Linked DNA regions of Mus musculus: regions 2, 3, 4, 5 and 6 are each linked to region 1. A link is a contact called in public HiCAR-type, HiChIP or PLAC-seq and promoter capture Hi-C data. All regions are on one chromosome and are shown on one strand. The core of a region is the stretch at or near the end of the contact, and the rest is flanking DNA. Distances in the headings are between cores, read along the strand shown. Region 1 holds the start of Ncoa4 (nuclear receptor coactivator 4). Region 2 holds the start of Bap1 (Brca1 associated protein 1). Region 3 holds the start of Capn7 (calpain 7). Region 4 holds the start of Sh3bp5 (SH3-domain binding protein 5 (BTK-associated)). Region 5 overlaps Colq (collagen-like tail subunit (single strand of homotrimer) of asymmetric acetylcholinesterase). Region 6 has its middle 19 kb from the start of Colq.

Region 1 (3,221 bases), core at 194-2,693:
GTAAATCTTGCAAAGAGCAAATCACCTGGGTGTGGTGGCACGTACGTCTGTAAACCCAGCAGAGCCAACAGGATCCCTGCAGCCAGTCTCAAGCAAACTAAACAAACCAGGCTGGAGAGATGGCCCAGTGGTTATCAAAGGGCCAGAGTTCAGTTCTTAGGGCCCACATCAGGTGACTCACAATGGCTTGTAAGGGGATCTGACACTCTTCTTAAACAAACAAAAAAATCCACAGAGCAAATCAAGCGACCTGCTGAGCAGTACAAATTAGTCTCCTGTTTGTCACACAGGATGAAATTCTTTCCAATGTTCTAATGTACTTTAAAAGTTCAGAAACATCACAGTGGGATGCTAACGGAGAACCAACAGCCTTACCTGTCCCATACACACCCAGGGAAGTAACTCAAAAGGTCTATGACCATACTCCAAATTACCAAGTGGGTGGAAAGTCAAGTCCTTCCAAAAGGACGCCAGGGTGGCAGGCCCTTACCTACTAAACAACACTAGCAGGAGAGCTGTGTGCAGGAGGGTCAGATAACTCCAGCCCCTCTGACTTGTCATTCTTGAGCCATCCTCCCAAGTTCCAGCCTGTAGCACTTAAACCCATACTGTTCCCACCGCAAGGGCTAAGTCACATCAGGGCCGGGAGCACGTCCACTTCTTTACATTACTATATCCTCAGTACCCTAAGCATATAGCAAATGAACGCCCGAGCTATGAATTAATGATTCTGCAAGCTCTCTCTTCTCATCAGCTGAAGGGACGAATCAAACGATTTAAAGGGACTGCTGGGAGAAGGAAACGGATAGTGGGCCTCCAGAAGTCATTCCACCTTGCCAAACCACTAGGAATAGGGGCAAATGTGCACTGGGTCAGTAATGGAAACCAGGCCCGCCTGGGACCAGAGAAACAGGGCTGTCACCGCTATAAACCCAGAGGACAGTCAGGGCAATGTAGGGAAAGGGATGGAAGAGAAGCATTCAGGCTGCAATCGTGGCCCAGGAACGAAACATGTCGACAGGACAGAGGAGAGAAGACAGATCCAGCGCTTGGGCATGAAGGAAAAGTGGTAGCGTCGGGACGAGGGGAGGGAGAGGAGCTCTGGCCTGGCGCGACGCGGGGACTGGAGAGGCGATCACAGCAGACGTGACCTGGGGAAGGGAAGGGCCATTGGGCCCCGCGTGCAGGCAGGTGGGATGGTGGTCCCGGACCCGAGGGTCGGGAAGAATGGAGGGGAGGGCAGGACAGGCCACAGGCCGGAGCGAAGAAGGGCACAGGGCAGAAGAGGAAGCGCGCCCGCCGGCCACTCTCGTCCTTACCGGCTGGCAGCGCTCCTTCCGGTGATCCGAGCGGACCTTAGACCGACCCAGACACTTAGCCGTGGAAGGATCCGGACCCTGAAGACAGAGTTCTCGCGATAGGATGGCCTCCCTACCACGCTTCTCGGTAGTGTTCTGACAGTCTCGCGAGATTTCCTTCCGCGCCTGCGCAAAGTCTTCTTAGAGCTCAACGTGGAGGCATGCAGTAACACTCCCTGCCCTTAGTCTGGATCATTTTCGTGCCTATCAGTAAGTCTCTAATCCCAGCACTCCGGAGGCAGAGGCAGAGGCAGGCGGATTTCTGAGTTCGAGGACAGCCTGGTCTACAGAGTGAGTTCCAGGACAGCCAGGGCTACACAGAGAAACCCTGTCTTGAAAAAAAAAAAAAAAAGCACTTCCTGTTCTTGCAGAGGACCCAGTTTTGGTTCCCAGCCACCTACAGGATGGCTCACAACCACCCATACCTCCTGGTTCCAGTGCCTTCTGACCTCCAAGGGCACCAGGCGTGCACACGGTACAGATGTATATATGCAGGCAAAAAAGAGTCATGCAAATAAAGAAAATAAACTCTTTTTTTCCTCTGGGGTTTGTGGTGGTTTGAGTAAGAATGGCCCTCTCGGGCTCACGTGTTTGAATGCTTACTGATGAGAAGATGGCTCTACTTAGAGTGAGTGTCCTTGTTGGGGTGGGTGTGGCTTTGGGGGAGGAAGTATGTCACTGGGGGTTGGCTTTGAGGCTTCAGAAGTCCAAGCCAGGCTTAGTGGCTCACTCTTTCTTTCTGCTGCATGTGGATCTGGATGTAGTACTCTGAGCTACTTCTGCCTGCAGGCCACCCTGCTTTATGCCATGCTGATAATGGACAAAGCCTCTGAAATGGTAAAGATGGCCCAGGCAAATGCTTCCTTTTGTAAGAGTTGCCATGGTCATGGTGTCTCTTCACAGCAATAAAACAGTGACTAAGACAAGGCTGATGGGCTTTATAACTTAGGAAAAACATGCTACATTTTTTTTTAAATATTGAGTAAATAAATGTCAGAATTAATGTTACAGTTTCAAGTCAGTGTATTTTAGCTGGTCTGTATGCCACACCTAACTGACCCTAGAGCTAGGCCCCACCACCCACAGAAGTCCGGCTTCTGAGTTTCCTGTCAGACTGCGTGAGGTCTAGAGAGCCCCTTCTCCAGTATCTCTAACCTGTTCTAACCTTATGCAAACACAGTGTGATGTGGGGACTCGATAAAGAGGGGGTACCTAAGTAACTGGAAGGAAGGATAAATGAGAGTACCAGGGACAAAGAAGAAGTCTGGTTTCATCATGAACACACATGCTTTTTTCCATTGTAAAGCAGAAACAGATGGTTCTGAGCCACCATGTGGTTGCTGGGAACTCAGAACCTCTGGAAGAGCTTCGGGGCTCTTAACCACTGAACCACTTCTCTAGCCTAAACCAGAAACAAGATGCAGGCAGAAGAGCCTTATTTGTAGAAGTGGTGGAAATGGATGTGGGCCCCATAGGAAAGCACACATGCATGACACCTGTTGGAGCTCAGGAAAGATGCTGTAACTGGTACCTGGTATTGTTGGGTTGATTTGTTTGGTTGTATAACATGCATTAAGTTAATACAAATATGGTTGGCAAACTTGTTTACTTGTTTACTTGTTTGTTTTTTTATTTATTTGAGTTTTTCAAGATATGCTGCCTCTGCCTTCTGAGTGCTGGGATTACAGGTCACCTCCTTGCAAGCTTATGATTGGTAAATTTAAATCATACAAGGTTCAAATGTTACTCCACTTTTGGGCCCACACGAAGCACATTTACATAGTCCAGCTGTCAACTCGACAGGTCTTCCCTGGGTTCTTCCGATCCACCACACTGTAGGTGCAGTTCTCTGGGTGGAATTGT
Region 2 (3,221 bases), core at 348-2,847, 910 kb after region 1:
GAAACAAGCGCAGAACTCAGCAGACCTGGTGAGCAAAGAACATGTTATTCACAATATCATCATCAATCACAGACGTGTCATCCACCAACGTAGAAACCTTGCGGCGGGACCTGCGCTCTTCGATCCATTTGAACAGGAAGATAAATCCATACACAGGCCTAGAGAAGCAAGAGGCAGATGACAATCAGCATCCCCTTCTTTCTCTCCCTAATCCTTTGCACTGAAATGCTCTTGCACTGAGTCCCTCACTCTTAACCAAACTGTATCCAACATGGCTCTGAGACCTCAAACCCCAGAAGCCTATCACAGGCAGTCAAGTATGAGCCTGAAGCTCTCAAACCCCACTCGGTCTATGAGGTCTAGGCAAGAGAAGAAGGAAATCTGGAACTGCTGGCCCAGGATGGAGCAAGGTAGGGACACAATAAAAGGCACAAAAACGTTGATGAAGAATTAAGTACCAACTCACTGGTGGACCTCGGCCTCCAGTCCTAGTAAAATGAGTATAGTGCGTGAACTCCCAAACCAGTTCCTTCCCTTGGAAGCAGTTAGGTTCTCTATGCCTCTATTCTATAGATTTCCAAAACAAGACTCTGAGTTTAGGTACCTAAAAAAGGCCTTCTCACACTAACCAATCAATACAGGACAACTGTGTTCAGTTTTGTTGACACATGGTCTCACTAAGTAGCGTAGGTTGGACTCAAACTCAGAGATCTGCCTGCCTCTGCCTCCCAAGCATTGGGACTAGAGGAGAGCGCCACTAATGGTCAGGACAAATGTTGTGTGGTGATTAAAGGCACAGCACATGTGGTGATGTAATTAATGGACTGTACACTTACAAAAAAGGTGCAACACTATGCAACGGAGGGTTCCGGCTGCAAAACCAGAAAGGCAGCTCAACTGTACTCCACGAGTGCTTAGGGTTAAAAGGAGGGCTACAGCTTTCTAAGGAGAAACACTGAGGAAAGACTGAGAAGAAAAGAAAAGTCCAAGAGGGCACCCACAAAGAGTGACACTTTCTTATGTGATATTTTATATAGCTCAGGTTTTCTAGTACTGCCTCCCTTGAATGGGGTACTATTCCCCTGCCCTTTCTCGGCCCTCCGGAGGTAAGGGGGCGTCCCAGCCACTCACCCCTGGCATTTACTCTGAAGGTCATAGATCTCCTCCACTTGCACCCCTTTGACACCTACGATCAGGAAAGGAGAGGTCGGCAGGGCAGTCCCAGGCTCTGCTGCGAGAACTCAAGGACCAACCCCCACATCCACACCAGCCAGGGACCGAAGGTCGTGGGTAACGGGGTTCTTACCGAAATCTTCCACCAGGAGGGTGAAGAGGCCTGGGTGGGACGACAAGAAGAGGGATTTGTCATGCAGGTGCGTCCGGGGCCCATCCGGCCTCCCCAGCCCCCGGCCCGCCGAGGCCCCTCCGTACCTGGGTCACTCTCCAGCTCCAGCCAGCCCTTATTCATCTTCCCGCGGAGCGGCCTCTCAGCGCCATGTCCAGGCCCTGCTAAACCCGCGCCGCCCCCAACCGGGAGCGCCCACCGCCCTTAGGGCTTCTCAGCCCCGCACAGACAACGGGCCGCGCCGCGTCACTCGCCCGCGCCGGACGTACAACGTCATCATCACACGACGAGCCTAACCCGGGGGCTGGTCTTCCGCCGGCCGAACGGCGGGGGCGGAGGCGGAGACAGAGGCGGGCATGCACGCGCGCGCGCGTCGAGGCGAGGGCGCGCACGTGCGGAGGGCGGGGCGGGCGCGCGGCCGTTAGCGGTCCTCGTTTTGGCCACAGTCCGCGTGACCCCATCCCCCCTCAGCACGCTCGCCTCCTTCGACGGCGCAGTCACCGCGCGGGGCGGCCGCCCGTGAAGTAGTTACCACGTCTTGTGTCAACGACTAAAGCTCCGGGACAGCGGCGCCCTCGGCGACAGCTGGGTGGGCAGCCTGGGCTGAAAGCGGTGGCCCGTAGCTTCCGTGAGAGCGAGCAGCGGAAGCAGCCTCCAGCCTGGCCTCGCCACAGCCGCCCGGCAAGGGAGCCCTGGCATGCGCGGAATGCTCCTTGAGCCCTCTTCTGACTGTTACCTTTGGGGGACGGTTGTGGCCACACTGACGTATTTTCCAAATAAATCGTTTATTCTTGCGGCGGCGGGACCGAACACGTTAATATATTTTTAATTTACCCAACACTTTTATCCAGTGATACAACTTGGTAAGCGTTTCGAGCGAGCATCCGCCGGGTTAGGAAATCGCGGACTGAGCAGCTTGCATTTGCCACGACCGTCCTCAACTGTTTTGAAGATTCCATCTTATAACTACCAGTGTGCACAGACTACTACTCAAGTAACGTCGTGTCCCAGCGATGCAAAGAACTGAAATCTCAAGGTTTATTTCTATTTTAACACAGTCGGGTTTAGCGCCAACATACTAGGAAGTAAAGTAGATCCCCGTGGGGACACGGAAAGGTTCCAACCCATCTCAGCCCATCCACGTTTAGTAAGAAAACAAACTGATGTTAGCTCTGCAACTGCATCTCCTGTGTTGGGAAAAGCTAGCGTGAAGTTTTGATGGCTTGTAAGCAGTTAGCAGTTAGAAAAGTCTGACATTCATGAAGAGATTCAGAATCGCCAGCCTTGACTTGAGGCTCTGGATACTGAAGTATAGTATATCTCTGGAGGGACCTAATTGACTGAGGTCTTTTAAGAAATGCTGTCCAAACCCGGCAGTGGTGGCGCACGCCTTTAATCCCAGCACTTGGGAGGCAGAGGCAGGCGGATTTCTGAGTTCGAGGCCAGCCTGGTCTTATAGTGAGTTCCAGGACAGTCAGGGCTACACAGAGAAACCCTGTATCGAAAAACAAAACAAAAAAAGAGATTTATTTTATGTATATGAGTACACTATAGCTGTCCTCAGATACACCATAAGAGGGCATCAGATGCCATTACAGGAGCCACCATGTGATTGCTAAGAATTGAACTCAGGACCTCTGGAAGAACAGTCAGTGCTCTTAACCATCTATCCGACCCGGTTCCAATGAGATACTGCAATGAGATAAAATTATAACACCGTAGTTGATGTCAGCTTTTGTAATCATTAAATCTCACCTAGGATCACTGATTCTGACCTTGGCCATGACGTTTATCTCTCTAACTCAGTCTCCTCAACTTGAAAATAAGGGTTATTAGTGTGCCTATTGTTAAGTGCCTAAACGGTTCTTGGAACCAT
Region 3 (3,221 bases), core at 236-2,735, 820 kb after region 1:
CTATATGGTAGTAGTTTGCTGACTTAGAATTTGCTGAAGTTGTTTCACAAAACTACAGCAGAATTTTCTTTTAAAGAACTATCACCTGGTAGTCAGGCATGGTGGCACATTCCTGTAAATCTCAGCAATGGGAAGGCTAAGGTAAGGGGAAGACAAATTTAAAAATAGCTTCCACTATATAGCAAGAACCCCGAGAACGAGGGCGACAGGGCAGGGAGACACCGACACAGACACAACACAGACAGATACACACACACACATACACACACACTCGGGTGTGGTAGGGAGGTAGGATTGTAAAATCAAAATTAAGAAACTTAAAACGAATGATCCTAAAACAAAAGTGTCTAAATATAAGGTAGGTTTTAAAATAAAAATAGTAAAATATTAGCAGAAAGCAAACCACGCTTTACTGATAACACGTAAGCATAAGGGGGAAATTTTTACTACTTCCGTATAATCAAGGAAAAGATGCCCATATCATGACGATACAACTGGAGGGGTGTGTTTGCAAACCTTCAGGACTGGAGAACACAGGATGAACTGCGGAAGTGCATACCCTTTGACAAGCAACTGTGCTCCCCATCATCCAAAACAAGTATCACATTTTTTTTAAAAAAAAGCTCTAAGGATTTTAACTGCACTACTTCAATGCTGGAAAGCCACAACCAAATACAGAACATGCTGTAAACGTAGCACATGCAAGCAACCAAAGGTTATCTAGGTACAATGCAGAAGTGAGATGTCAAAATAGTACAAACGATATGATTCAAGTTTGGGGGTAAGAAGGCGTGTATACACACATACACTCAGAAAAACAATCATGGAGACATACATCGAATGCTAGAGTACGATGAATTTTTTTCCTAATTTACTTTTTCTTTCTACCTGGAACGTGCACTATTAGCATATTCTGACGGATTACCCAAGGTTGGCCTCACATCAAGGGTTGCATCAAGGCCAACAGACAGCGAACAGGGTGTTCACTCCCCATCCCACCTCGGCCGCCACAAGCAGCAAAGCGGCGGGCATCTGCGGCCTGACAAGCCGGACAGCCCCAGCAGGACCCCGCCCCTCCGCCTTGGGTTCCGCCAACACTCGATCGGGTGACGCGGCCGGAGCCGAGTGCTTGTCCTCACCTTGTAGTAAAACACCGCCTCAGAGTAGCGGCCTTCGTGGTCGCGCTGCACTGCCAGCCGCGCGAACTGCACGGCGTCCCGCTCCAGCGCCGACGCGTCCATGGCGCCCAAGGCCCCACGCCGGGGGAGGCAGACAGGCCCTGACGCGGAACCCCGACGCCCGGAGGCACTGCGGCGAGAACTGGGGACCCCGCGGGTGGAGTGGCAAAGTTTACTTTCGAGGGCGGCGGAAGAGATGACGGAGCCCCACTACCTCAGACCCGCCCGGAGGACTGCGAGCTCCGAGCAGCCCGGGCTCGGAGCCCTCGCGGCCGCCCCCACCCCTCGCGTCCTTGCTCCGCCCATCAGCCGCATTGCGCAGGCGCAGTCGACCCCGGCCGGGAGGGGGAGCGCTCCCGCCGAAGCAGGCGGGGCTCAAGGCGATCGTAGGTGGGCGGGGCCAGAACAATGTCCAGTGGGATTGGACAAGAGGAAGCAGGTGCCAGGGCGAAGCTGAGGGCTCCGCTTCCGCCTGCTAGAAAGAAGGTGCCAGTGCCCAGGAGGTTGTTGGAGAGAATCAGGGGATGGCTTGAAAGGAGCATGCGCGTTATGGAGCCCTTGGTCCGCTAAGTGAGAAGGGTAGGCGGAAAGAAACAATCAGTAGCACCTCGTATTGCCAACTGGTTTAATTAGAAATAAAGATATGAAATGAGGCTAGGAGGTGCTTTTGAGATGCTCTGGTAATGTTCATTTGACAAACTAAAGTATGACCTTCTACGGCTCCCCAAGGCACACCGAAGTGTATTGTTTGAATTGTCTACAAACCAGATGATGTATTTTTGACTTGTATCTTAGGGCAAGTTGAAGGTTGTAATTACATAGTAAATGGTAGTGTGGTTGCTTTCTTTTATCCCCTTAAAAGTTTGAATTCAGCAGTGATGAAAATTAACTAATGGCAAGTGCCAGAACTTGGATGAGATTCAAAATCCATGCTGTGTCAAAGTAGCAAGTCTTGACAAAATTATACACTGTATGATCCCACACATAAGAAACATTAACGCAGCATATGGTGACACATTCCTGTAAGCCAGCAGTCTGGAGGCTGTGGTAAGAGGACTGGGCCAGCATGATCTACACAGCAAAAACCCTGAACGACCCCAGGAGGCATATGTCTGTTGTAGTGGAGCACTCTCCGTGCAAACATGAACACAAATCAGCTGGAGATATTGCTAAGAGTTGATTGTGAGCCTGGCTGTGGTGCTCGCTTTTAATCCCACCACTCCAGAGGCAGAAGAAGCAAATCTCTGAGTGCTTGGCCAGCCTGGTCTTCAGAGCTCATTACAGGATAGTAGTGTGGCCACACAGAGAAAACCTGTCTCAGGGAGAGAGAGAAAAGGAGTTGAATTGATTGTGATCCAGTCTAGAGTGGTATCAGCTGTCTTCAAGCTCAAGAAAGACTCCTTAGTGATGCTCATGCTGGTGGTTCAGGATATTCATTATCAAGGTCACAATGGGGTGGATGTTACTACTGAAACTGGTCAGTGTACAGCTAAAGAGGCTGTGGTCAGCATCCCTGAGCATCATGTGTGTCTCGACCCTCCACCTTGCTTGTGCCAGCTATGAATGTCTGTCGTCCCCTTCCTCCATTCTTACAATCTCAAGCCTTAGCAATAAGATTTTCTTCATACCAATCCCCTGAAGGGGCTTTTGTTCCATGTCACCATCCCCTAGAGAAGCTCTTAGTGTTTAGTCTTGGATGGCCCCTCACAAATGAATCATGAGACAGACAAATGATCTTGCAGATGGGTAGTTACACATTTGTTTGTTTGTTCACCAATTGAAAAGTATTTGCTTATACTCACACATGCTGGGTCCTTACCTGCCAAATTTCCCAAGTTTCATGAAGCTCCAAAAGTATGTTCATGAATCTAACTAAAAGGCAGGAAGTACTTTTACGGCTAAGTATTTTTCCCCTAGGTTTAAATGATGGCTCAGTGGTTAAGAGCATGTATTCTTGCACAGGATTGGGGAGGGATTCCCAACACCCACCTAATGGCTCACAACCTCTGAACTTCCAATTTCAATGGCCTCTTCTAATCTCCA
Region 4 (3,221 bases), core at 444-2,943, 720 kb after region 1:
TCAGAGATTTTCTAAGGCTTTCTTCCTGACATAAAAGTTTGTTGAGCAGTTGGAAGTCCACAAGCCCAGGAGGGCCCTCCTCAGAACCTGACTTTGCTGTGATTTCTGGCCTACAGAGTTAGAAGTGGGTGCCATTTAGAAACTGTGGTATTTTGACATAGCCACCCTCCCCAACAACGGTCCTTCCTTTGGAGTAGTTAGCAAACTGTTTCCTGCTGCCTGGTGGAGTTACTCCTGTATGTCTGAGAACTTGTAATATAAAGGGTTTGTCACTCTGTGCGTGTGGTACACCTTGGTGGCAGCATCGGGGATGGGTGTGTGTGTGTGCACCAGCCGGGCAGTGGTGACACATGCATTTAATCCCAACACTAGAGACAGCCAGGTGGATCTCTAAGCTCCAGGCTAGCCTGGTCTACAGAGCAAGTTCTAGGACAGCCAGGGCTACACAGAAAACTCTGTCTCCTCCCCATCCCACCAAGGAAGCCAAAATGGTGGTGTGTGTGTCTATAATCTCAGTGCTTCAGAACCAGAGGCAGTGTGACTATATATACAGTGTTAGCTGTATAGTGAGCTCTACAGGAGGAGTGCCTGATTAAAAATGCAGCACATGGGAGTCTACCTTTGGAAAATCAGAAGGTCGAGGCCAGTCTGAGCTGATAAGAGCTTGACACCAGCCTGGGCCGAGGTTGTTTCAAACAAACAAAATGAGTGAGTGGGAAGTCAGTAGACAGACCTAATACGGGAAACTGTTGGAAGGGAACACAGGGTCAGGCTTTTCCAGAGGGGAGATTGAAGCACGGGAGGCCTGTGGTACACGTGAGATTCTCTGGTACTGGCTTTGAAGAAGACTGACCAGTTGAGAAAGAGGACAGATACCCCTTTGCTTTGCTTCTGAGGTGGGGGAAAAGGCAGGATCACAGGCTCCGAGAACAACTCTCTCAAGCAAAGCTGTCCTCCAAACTCCCTCTACAAAGTATCCACTTTGCTCAGGGCATCTGACCAGGTAGTCCCTGACCTCACAGTGGCCCTAGCACCTGTAAACGTTCAGAGAAACCTGTCCACTGTTAGCCCTTTTGTGATGCCCAGTTGGCTAGGCAAGCTCTAGCTTGGTGATGTTGGGCAGAACCACATAGTTCCTACACTGGGCAAGCTTTGCCACGAGCAAGCAGGGCAATCTCTTTAAAAAGCCGCCCGATCCATAGATTTCCCCCCCCGCCCCCCCCAGCTCCATGGGCTCTTCGTGCATTCAGAATATCCAGGAAAGCCCTAAGAGCTCATGCCTTCGCTTGCCGAGCTTTGCCCAGCAGACTCCAGGCTATGATGTCCACTCGGTGGCTGGACCTGGCTAGCCATCCTCTGTCTGCTGTACAGACAAGATTAGGGTAGAGTTCCCTTTTCTGTGACTCCAAATAGACACAAAGGTAGCTTTGAAGAATGGAAATCACCCGAACTTTCCTTCTGTGCCTTGATCTGCTTCACTGGAGGCAGGAGGAAACTACCTTAAGGCGGCCCACGCTCGGGCTGGTGAGCCACTGGGCGGCACCTCTCCTAGTGGCCATGGCCGGGACTCCAGTGCACTGGGCTTTTTGTGACAGAGTGTCGGGTGACACAGGCTATCACGGCGGCCTGGGCAAAGTGGGTGCGGTGTACTGCGGGCCGCTGCAGACAGGGGGCAGCCGCGCCCACTTCCTCTGCCACTCCGCACTCGCCGGCGGAGCACCCGGGGTGGCAGCGCTGCGCGCTCAGACCTACCCGGCTGCGGCGAGGTGGCCCTCGGTGCGTCCGGATCCCACCGTGCGCTTTGCGACCCGGCTGCGGCGCGTTCGGCTGCCCGCATGGACACGGCGCTGAAACGGAGCCGCTCTGACGAGCCGGCGGAGCTCCCGCCGCCTGCCCGGGAGGTGGAGGAGAAAGAGGAGGAGGAAGAGAGGATGGAACAGGGCCTGGAGGAGGAGGAGGAAGAGGTGGACCCCCGGATCCAGGTAGGACGCGTGACAGGAGCCCACAGCCGCACCCCACCAGGGCTACCGTGGAAGTCGGCATCTAACGCAGACACATGCCTTACAGCCTCGCGTGTTCGCGGTCGCGGGGTGGGGGCTGCCTAAATTCAGGATCTTCACCAAGGGTTGGAACACCCCATTTCACGGTCTCCCTGCGGAAGGCTTCGGTGCCCGCGTGAACGCGGCCTGATTATTGCGGGGATCCCTGCAGACCCTCGGCCCAACCCGAGGGTCCCTACTACACGACCAGCTGTTCAGGCGGATTGCAACAAAGGAAAAAGGGGGCGGGGGCCCCGAGCGGAGTCGGGGTACCTCAGCGCCACGCTTGGAGCACTGCACAGCCTCGGGGCTGCAGCGCAGCGTTATCCCACCTGCGTGGATGCAGACATCGTGGTGGGCGAGCAGGGCAAGGTGGCTGTCGCTTGCCCCTGTAGTGTGGGCTGCACCGGTGTGGGGTGCCTCGTGAGCCCTCACCTGGCCTGGGCTGCCGTCCTCTTCATTGTCAACACATGGTGGGCGTCGTTGCCGTTGCCACCGTTGGCACTGTGTTGCACTTGGCCTGAGACTGTTTAAAACCCTCCTTTTCCTTGTGAGGTCAGTGTGAACGTCCACCAGGGACAGCTGCTGCGCAAAGCCGACGCGTGGAGGCAGGGAAAGCAGAGAATGCCTGGCTTTCTGTGCCTCCATTTCCAGGAGAGAGAGTTAAAAAACAATTTCCAGGAGTGACAGCTTAACCTCTTCACCTTCCTAAGCACAAAGCAAATTCCTTTTCATGACCCGTTTTGTACCCTTTCCATAAATCATTTTTTAAAAAATAGCTATTAAACATACTTTGCAATTTCTGGATCCATAATTGGTTTTAAGTGCACAGATAAAGAAAAAAAAAGAGCCTGCTTTAAATTCATCAGTTTGGCTTAAATTAATTATTTTGTCAAGTCAATACACTAAAGATCAGTAAGAAAACCTCCTCATTGGTTATTCTGTTAATTCGGGCCCTGGGCTTGGATTACAGAATCTTGTGGATTTGGTGTGGAATTTTGTTAGCAAGACCTTTGTTCACAGAGCAAAGATGAGCTGAACGAGGATGAGTTAACTCATGTTGGCTACTTACAAAATGTCAGACTGCAAATGTTTAAAAGAGGTAGGGTTACAGTCAGTTAACCAACACCCCAGTTAGGCAGGGCAAATAGTTCGCAGTTAGAAAAAAAAAAAATCATCTCT
Region 5 (3,221 bases), core at 454-2,953, 590 kb after region 1:
AAATAATTTCCCCTGGGTGGGGGCCAAGGGCCCAAGGGAGACTTAGTTCCCTCATCTTTTCTAGATCTAAGCTGTGCTTCTCAGATTCTTTGGTTCCCAGCTTTCTCTCCTGTGTCCACACACAGCCATGCTACATATCGCTTCTCAAGCCCCCTTATCAGTCTGTTGTGTTTGTTTGTGGTGTGAATCCAGGGGCTTGTACATTTTAGGCAAGCACTTTAACATGGAGCGACATCCCCAGCCTCTGCCTGGCTCTTAGAAGGACACTTGCGATTACATTTAGGAACCCAGATAAGCCAGGATTGTTTCCTCATTTTAAGTGTCTTAGTTACCCACAATGCCCCATTCACACAGAAGATAGCATTTACAACCACCAAAGCTCAGCTCTAGATACCAATAGGAGCCGTTTGGTGGACCACACTTACCTCATGCTTTGTTTAGATGCTATGGGATTTGAAGCAGACAGGAGTGTGGCTACCAGCAGTTCATCAGATCTCAAAAAACCCCAAAGAGACCACCAGGAACCACAACTCTGATGCAAGTACATGAGAGTCTTTATTCAGGCTGTTGAGCCTGGGCCACAAACCTTTCTGATGATGGAGCAAGATAGGAGGGCAGCCCCCAGGTCTAGGGGAAAGGGGTTTACACAGGAAAAAAACACAGGTGGGGGTTTCCAAGCCTCGGTGTTACATGAGAGGGTAAAGGAGCACTGGCCTTTAAGCTAACTGGTTTACAGCACCTGGTTAAATGGCAGGGAGGGAGCACACATCAAAAGGGAGCACCTGGACCTGGGAACGACTTAGGTTTTCTTAGCCCACTCTGGTGTTATCAGCCAGCTGCAGATGCTTGTCTATTTTGCAACTGCCAGGGACATTTCATGCTTTTTCTCAGACCTCAAGGGTGGGGCCCATGCCTCTCTCAGGGCAAGTTAACTTAGAATGGAGTCTTAAAAGCAAAATGGAGTTTATTCTGCTACCTCAGTCTCTTCACCGTGAAGAAAATGAAACTTGATGTCCCTGTGAGGTGTTTTCCTGAACTAGTCACCACATGGGTCACTGGGTTTCAATACTACTGGGCATCCCAGGAAGACAGGGATCTGGGATAGTTACAAGCCAAGTCTTGGGGACCAAGCTTTCTCTTCTCCTGTGACATCAGGAGTAACACTTCCAACACTCTGCTCCCTGGGGTTTCGGTTTTTATAGTGGTGTGACTATAGGCTAATTGCTCTCATGGGGCTAAAAGGATCTAAGCCACAAACACTTGGTCAGGATTGAGGAGGATTGTTGTGAACATTTCAGTGCCGGTCACTACCATTTGTTGCACCCAACCAAAAACTGAAATAACTTTTTGCTTAAAACACTTAGTGAATTAAAGCAAGAAGTTCATATTTCTACCACTTTTTGTTTGCAAACTAGGCCTTAAGGAAAGCTGGTGCTGGGCAGCTAATCAGGCAAGAAGGCTCTCCTTCCCTAGTGACGGGCTTCCCCTGATGTCTTAAAAATATACCCTGGCACTTGTCCATGTGTGAGCCCCAGGCATTTCCCGATTCACATCCATGCTCATCTCCCCATGGCAACCAATGAAAACATGGGGGGAGCTGCTTGTTTGAGAGCTGGGAACAGCTGAAGGAAGCTGGTGGCTGGTGTGGTCTTTCAGTCAACTGCTGGGATAAGGACTGAAAAGAGGAAAGAGCATGAATGAACCGCGCAAGCCCCTCCCTTTCCGGCCTCCCCCTTCTGCCTCCCCGTTTGGACTTCCCTGCACCCTCCTCTGCTCATCCCTCAGCTGTCTTCTTTTGAAGAGTTTGGGAACCCCCCCCCCCATCAGCTGTCTTCTTGCTTCAGGGACTTCCCTCTGGGACTCGTGCTCCTGGGAGGCCTGCCCAACTTCAGGCAGAGGGTAAAACTCAGAGATAGGTGACCACAGCCATCCTACTTACAGAAACCTGCGTACTCAACTGGAGCACCCCTGTTGGGTCTACCCTAGTTCAGACCAGCGGTGAACGTGTGCCTTATGTGAAGAGCCTGCAGGGTTTCACTGTCGGGAGAGGTCAAAGCTGGTTGGTGTACCACTTTGTGTCCATACAGGGCCAATCTTCCACCAGCATCTTTATTAGGGTAGATCTCATGGCGGTCCCTAGAAGCTTCCAGATGCCCCATGATCAGACAGAAACCAAAGTCTCAACATGGAGAGCTAATGTTTGGAGGGGTAAAGACTCCGGGATCTGGAAGGCAGCAGGGCCTTGTGAGAACCATATTGGGTTGGCTGACATACTCCCTCACTAGTGGGATTTCTGTGGGAAGCAGCAGTAAACTGCCTGAGTTGGCTCAAGGAGAGAGTCAGGCCCAGTGGATGAAGTAATGGACAGTTCTCAGAGGAGGCAAGAATGGCCAATGAATATATGGAAAAATGTTCCACATCCTTAGCCATCAGGGACAAGCTAATCAAAGCTGCGCTGATTCTTTCATCCTAGTCAGAATGGCTGTCCTGGGATAACAAGCTGGGCATGGTGACCTGCCCCTGTGATCCAGCACCAGGGAGGCTGAGGCAGGAGGACTGCAATGAATTGGAGGCCAACCTGGGCTACAGACTGAGACCTTACCTCAAAGAACTGAAAAGGAAAAGGAAGCAAATGCTGCCACGGGTCGGGCGGGGGGGGGGGGGGGTGGAATCCTACATACAGGTGGCAGCAAAGCAAAACTCATGAAGCTTTGGACAGTGTGGAGAGCTTCAGCAAACAGGAGAGAGCCACTGTGCGGCCCGGCTGCACCACTCCTGAGCCCACCCAGAAGGACTCCGTGTCAGCGCTCTTCAGAGATGCCAGCACACCCGTGTTTATTATAGCCCTAGTCACAGAGGCCAAGATATGGAAGCTGGCTAGATGTCCATCTACAGATGCAAGGATAAGGAAAAGGTGGCGGGTAAACACAGTGGGGTGTTTCCTCAGCTGCAAAGAACAAAATTACACCATTTTCAGGAAACCGCAACTGGAGATCATCGTGTGAAGCAAAATAAACTAGATTTAGACAAATATCATGTTTCTCTCATAAAAGGACTCTAGACACTATTTATAAATGCAGAGATATATCTATTTATAATTATGTGTATAATTATTAAAACATTTATTGTACACATATGTCTATATATATGAAATAGGAAGGAACCTATATGGAGGGAGGAAATACCTAATGGAGGGAAAAATAAGACAGGGTAGCAAGGAA
Region 6 (3,221 bases), core at 324-2,823, 560 kb after region 1:
CTGATTTCTTTTGCTTGCTTTTGGAACCCCTGTCCTCCTACTGGGTTGCCTTGTCCAGCCTTAATATGAGGGCAGTTGCCTAGTCTTACTGCAACTTGATATGGCATGGCTGGTTGATAACATTAGGAGTTCTACCCTTTTCTGAAAGAAAATGGGAGGAGTGGATCTGGGGAGAAGGAGGGCCTAGAAGGAGCGGAGGGAGGGGAAACTGGTCAGAATGTAATGTATGAGAGAAGAGGCAAGGGAGAATAGGAGATGTACCACATCCCACAGAGATTCATGAGGCAACACTCAAGCAGAGAGCATTACTGAGTCATTGACAGAAGAAAAAGGCGAAGATGGGGAAACCCGATCAGGGCAGGTCTTGGGTAGTGTGGGGCTGTCCCCAGTTGACTCCAAGTAGCACTGACAAACTTAGGGCAGGAGGATCCAGAATGGAGAGCAGATAAATGTGGACCACAAAGGGGAAAACTGGGGTGCTCAGCCTGGGATTGGTTGGTTTACGCATGAAAAGTGAGCTGACAGCCACTGCTGGTGAAGTTTGACTTCACTGGGACCAGAGCATCCCACCAGGAGGGGCAAACCCCCAGGGTCAGCGCATCCCTCCATACAGGAGGAAAAGCTGTGGTTGAAACAGTGTCCCTAAGTGGTCAAGTCAGTAGGAAACGACATCTGAGAAATTTTGTGTCTTATTTGTTACTTCTTTTTGTTTGTTTTGTGTTTTGTTGTTATTTTTTAAGCTTCATTTGTTTTTGTTTGTTTGTCTGTTTTTTTTTTTAAGATAGGGTTTCTCTGTAGCCCAGGCTGTCCCAGAGCTCTCTCTGTAGACCAGGCTGTCTTTGAAGGCAGAGATCCTCCTGCCTCTGTCTCCAAGTGCTGGGATCAAAGGCGTGCGCCACCACCGCTGGGTATTCTATTAGAGAATAGCATCTTTCAGTTTCCTGAAGTTTTGTTTTGTTTGCTTGTTGGTGTTTGTCCTTCAGCAAGGTTTTTAAGGTTTTATGATACTGACATTACAGAACTTTTGTTAAATTTGTTTCTGGACACATATCTGTTTCATTGTCAATGTAAATATGTTTTCAACTTCCACTGTATTTTATGTTTAATGTTTGCATATTTTGTGTGTGGATTCTATACCTAATGAATATTTTCTTGAGATGACATTTCCTGTAACTCTAGTTGACCTCGAATTCACTATGCAGCTGATGACCGTGAACTTCTGATCCTACTTCCTTGACCGTCTAAGAGCTGGGGTTACAGCACACATGACTGTGTCCCATTTACTCACTGCTGGGGATGGAACCCAGGGCTTTGTGCGTGTTATGCAAGCTCTCTGCCAACTGATCTACAGCCTCAGTCCTGAGGGACTCTCAGAGACTTCTCCTTTCTCACCCAGAAGCTAGTTCTCGAAAAGCAACGGTCAGTGTACTGGCAAACAGCTGTGCTTCTAGAGGTCTGACACTCAGCACATCCCTTACCTCCGTCCTTCAGAAGCAAAGGATGATGGGAAGCCTCCAGTGAGCGTTTCCTGAGCCTGCAGTGTTTTCTTATTGTTACAGTATAGATTTTAAATGTTCTCCAAGAGCCCATATGCTAAATGTCTGTGGCATTGTTGGGGCGTGGGGCCTAGTTGAAGGAAGTTTGTTCTTGAAGGTGTATTAAACCCCGACCCTTCCCCTATTTTTGCTTCCTAGTCGCCACAAGGCCATCATCTTTGCTCTATTATATATATGCTCCCTAACACAGCATCCTACCTTGCCACAGTCCCCAGTGGGGCCTACCAATACAAACTGAGAAACCATTAGCTGAGATGTTGTTTCTTTTGTTAAGTTGATTTTCTCAGGTATTTTAGTACGGCAGCGAAAAAGCTGACTATCAAATGTCTGCCCCTAAGGTATTAACAACACTGGGAGTGGATTTCTAACATTGCTGATCGGTTACTTTTTCCTGAACTGCCTTCCTTCCAGTCATTGAGGCCAGTGATAACGACAAACACTGAAACAGCTGTAGTTGATTGTTTTACTTTGTTTTGTTTGTTCTTGTTTTTTGTTGTGTGGTCTTAATCTTTAAAAATCTTGGCCAGTTTCATCTGGTAAATTTGCCAGGGTGGTAATTTTACCTCCCTTTCCCATATAGGAAACACAAGTAAAGAAGGCCATTGTAGTGCAGGTCCTCTTGGGAGACCAATGATAATGCATTGACTTAGCCAGGGTCCTCTTGGGAGACCAATGATAATGCATTAACTTAGCCAAGGTCCTCTTGGGAGGCCAGTGACACCACCTGGGGACTTTTGAAAAGGTTGGCTAAACTGTCAGGCAATGGTGGAGGTGGGACCCCAGAGGGAAGGCTCAGATGAAGAGTCCACGTTTCAAGAAGTTAAGGAAAATGGAACCAAGCTTCTCCCAGAGAGTTCTCAGGTCTCTGGGAACAGGGCCACCTTCTCATCCTTGCTGGACTCATTGTGGTGAATAACACAATACCTGGAAGGTGTGGCCTTGGTACAAATAGGTGTGGCAGATCTCACAGTGGCAGCTGGGGCTCTGGTTTCAGCTGTGCATCCTGGAAGGAGTCTCTAGGCTGCCCCCGGCATAGTCTTGAGGTCTCCTTGCATTTAGGGGACAGGTGTGTGTGTGAGTATGTATGTTGTGAGTGTGTGTGAGTGTGTGTAAGTGTGCGAGTATGTGTGTGTGAGTGTGTGTGTGTGTATGTGAGTATGTGTGAGTGTGTGTGTGTGTGTGTGTGTGTGTGTGTGTGTGTGTGTGTGTGTTTGTATGTGTGTGTACAGAATTCATTCTGCAAGACAGGTCTGCCATTTTGGACAGATAGTATCTGGTGGGGAAAGGCTTTGCACATGATGAGCTTGTGCCCAGACTGTTTCTGCTTTGGTAGGTTTCAGCCTCTGGGAGCCTCACTTTCTCTTCTCTCTAGGGAGGGTGATAGAAAAACTGAGCTTTGAGTTGTGTGGTATATGTACTGCTCCCAGAAATGCTTAGCAGCCAGCAGAGCAGCCTCCCACTCCAACCTCTGTTCACATGCTGGCCCCTTGTAACCCTTTGGTGAGCAAAGTCCCCACAACCACCCGGTGACCGTGTCTGACAGTTTGGGGAGGGCACATTTCACTTGGCAGTCTTCCTTCCACACCTCAGCACAGGGCTGAGCTGTACTGTTAGCTCAGTAAAGGCCCATTCATCTGAGGCAAACTGAATTAGCCAGGCAGTCGG

Evidence for each region. Promoter capture Hi-C pulls out the DNA fragments that hold promoters and counts their contacts. HiCAR-type assays count read pairs that join an accessible place to other places. HiChIP or PLAC-seq counts read pairs in DNA pulled down with a chosen protein or histone mark. Capture Hi-C pulls out chosen DNA fragments and counts their contacts.
Region 2: a contact with region 1 is called in a promoter capture Hi-C map of adipose tissue, with 3 times the contacts expected there. The contact joins the promoter of Bap1 here to the promoter of Ncoa4 in region 1. A contact is called at or near these places in 4 of 39 promoter capture datasets (hippocampal neurons, liver, neutrophils and 1 more), 1 of 484 Hi-C or Micro-C datasets (embryonic stem cells), 3 of 115 datasets of contacts at active chromatin or transcription factors (bone marrow-derived dendritic cells, embryonic stem cells and memory CD8 T cells) and 2 of 9 other capture datasets (adipose tissue and liver).
Region 3: a HiCAR-type map of astrocytes shows a contact between it and region 1, with 2.5 times the contacts expected there. The contact joins the promoter of Capn7 here to the promoter of Ncoa4 in region 1. A contact is called at or near these places in 18 of 39 promoter capture datasets (the 3T3-L1 cell line, 3T3-L1-derived adipocytes, the C10 cell line and 13 more), 3 of 484 Hi-C or Micro-C datasets (CD4 T cells, regulatory T cells and uterus) and 2 of 115 datasets of contacts at active chromatin or transcription factors (astrocytes and bone marrow-derived dendritic cells).
Region 4: a promoter capture Hi-C map of pre-B cells shows a contact between it and region 1, with 2.8 times the contacts expected there. The contact joins the promoter of Sh3bp5 here to the promoter of Ncoa4 in region 1. A contact is called at or near these places in 2 of 39 promoter capture datasets (cranial neural crest and pre-B cells) and 1 of 9 other capture datasets (pancreatic islet).
Region 5: a contact with region 1 is called in an H3K4me3 HiChIP or PLAC-seq map of bone marrow-derived macrophages, with 2.6 times the contacts expected there. The contact joins the enhancer-like site here to the promoter of Ncoa4 in region 1. A contact is called at or near these places in 1 of 39 promoter capture datasets (hippocampal neurons) and 2 of 115 datasets of contacts at active chromatin or transcription factors (bone marrow-derived dendritic cells and bone marrow-derived macrophages).
Region 6: an H3K4me3 HiChIP or PLAC-seq map of bone marrow-derived macrophages shows a contact between it and region 1, with 2.2 times the contacts expected there. The contact joins the enhancer-like site here to the promoter of Ncoa4 in region 1. A contact is called at or near these places in 3 of 39 promoter capture datasets (the C10 cell line, the SN4741 cell line and pre-B cells) and 2 of 115 datasets of contacts at active chromatin or transcription factors (bone marrow-derived macrophages and large pre-B cells).

The regions. Positions count from the first base shown.
Region 1 is chr14:32,158,109-32,161,329 of GRCm38.p6, reverse strand. It overlaps Ncoa4 (nuclear receptor coactivator 4), which reads right to left and starts at 1,443. Exons shown (of 10, transcript NM_001033988.2): 1 at 1,320-1,443. Msmb (beta-microseminoprotein) reads right to left here. Exons shown (of 4, transcript NM_020597.3): 4 at 3,003-3,221. The coding sequence ends at 3,134.
Region 2 is chr14:31,249,865-31,253,085 of GRCm38.p6, reverse strand. It overlaps Bap1 (Brca1 associated protein 1), which reads right to left and starts at 1,597. Exons shown (of 17, transcript NM_027088.2): 1 at 1,432-1,597; 2 at 1,307-1,336; 3 at 1,132-1,186; 4 at 26-158. The coding sequence starts at 1,468. Phf7 (PHD finger protein 7) reads left to right here and starts at 1,771. Exons shown (of 11, transcript NM_027949.2): 1 at 1,771-2,381.
Region 3 is chr14:31,334,902-31,338,122 of GRCm38.p6, reverse strand. Capn7 (calpain 7) reads right to left here and starts at 1,485. Exons shown (of 21, transcript NM_009796.3): 1 at 1,140-1,485. The coding sequence starts at 1,241.
Region 4 is chr14:31,434,572-31,437,792 of GRCm38.p6, reverse strand. It overlaps Sh3bp5 (SH3-domain binding protein 5 (BTK-associated)), which reads left to right and starts at 1,693. Exons shown (of 9, transcript NM_011894.3): 1 at 1,693-1,982. The coding sequence starts at 1,836. Gm35907 (a long non-coding RNA gene) reads right to left here and starts at 2,559. Exons shown (of 4, transcript XR_383329.4): 1 at 2,475-2,559.
Region 5 is chr14:31,567,828-31,571,048 of GRCm38.p6, reverse strand. The region is part of intron 1 of Colq (collagen-like tail subunit (single strand of homotrimer) of asymmetric acetylcholinesterase); the gene reads left to right. Among named protein-coding and RNA genes, the nearest start is that of Colq, 7.9 kb to the left of the region's middle. Within about 2 kb of position 1,703, at least 81 of the 459 cell types and tissues checked have an H3K27ac peak or open chromatin away from gene starts, as enhancers often do. A contact at or near this core is called in bone marrow-derived dendritic cells and bone marrow-derived macrophages, where this site is marked.
Region 6 is chr14:31,594,778-31,597,998 of GRCm38.p6, reverse strand. No RefSeq gene overlaps it. Among named protein-coding and RNA genes, the nearest start is that of Colq, 19 kb to the right of the region's middle. Within about 2 kb of position 1,573, at least 42 of the 459 cell types and tissues checked have an H3K27ac peak or open chromatin away from gene starts, as enhancers often do. A contact at or near this core is called in bone marrow-derived macrophages and pre-B cells, where this site is marked.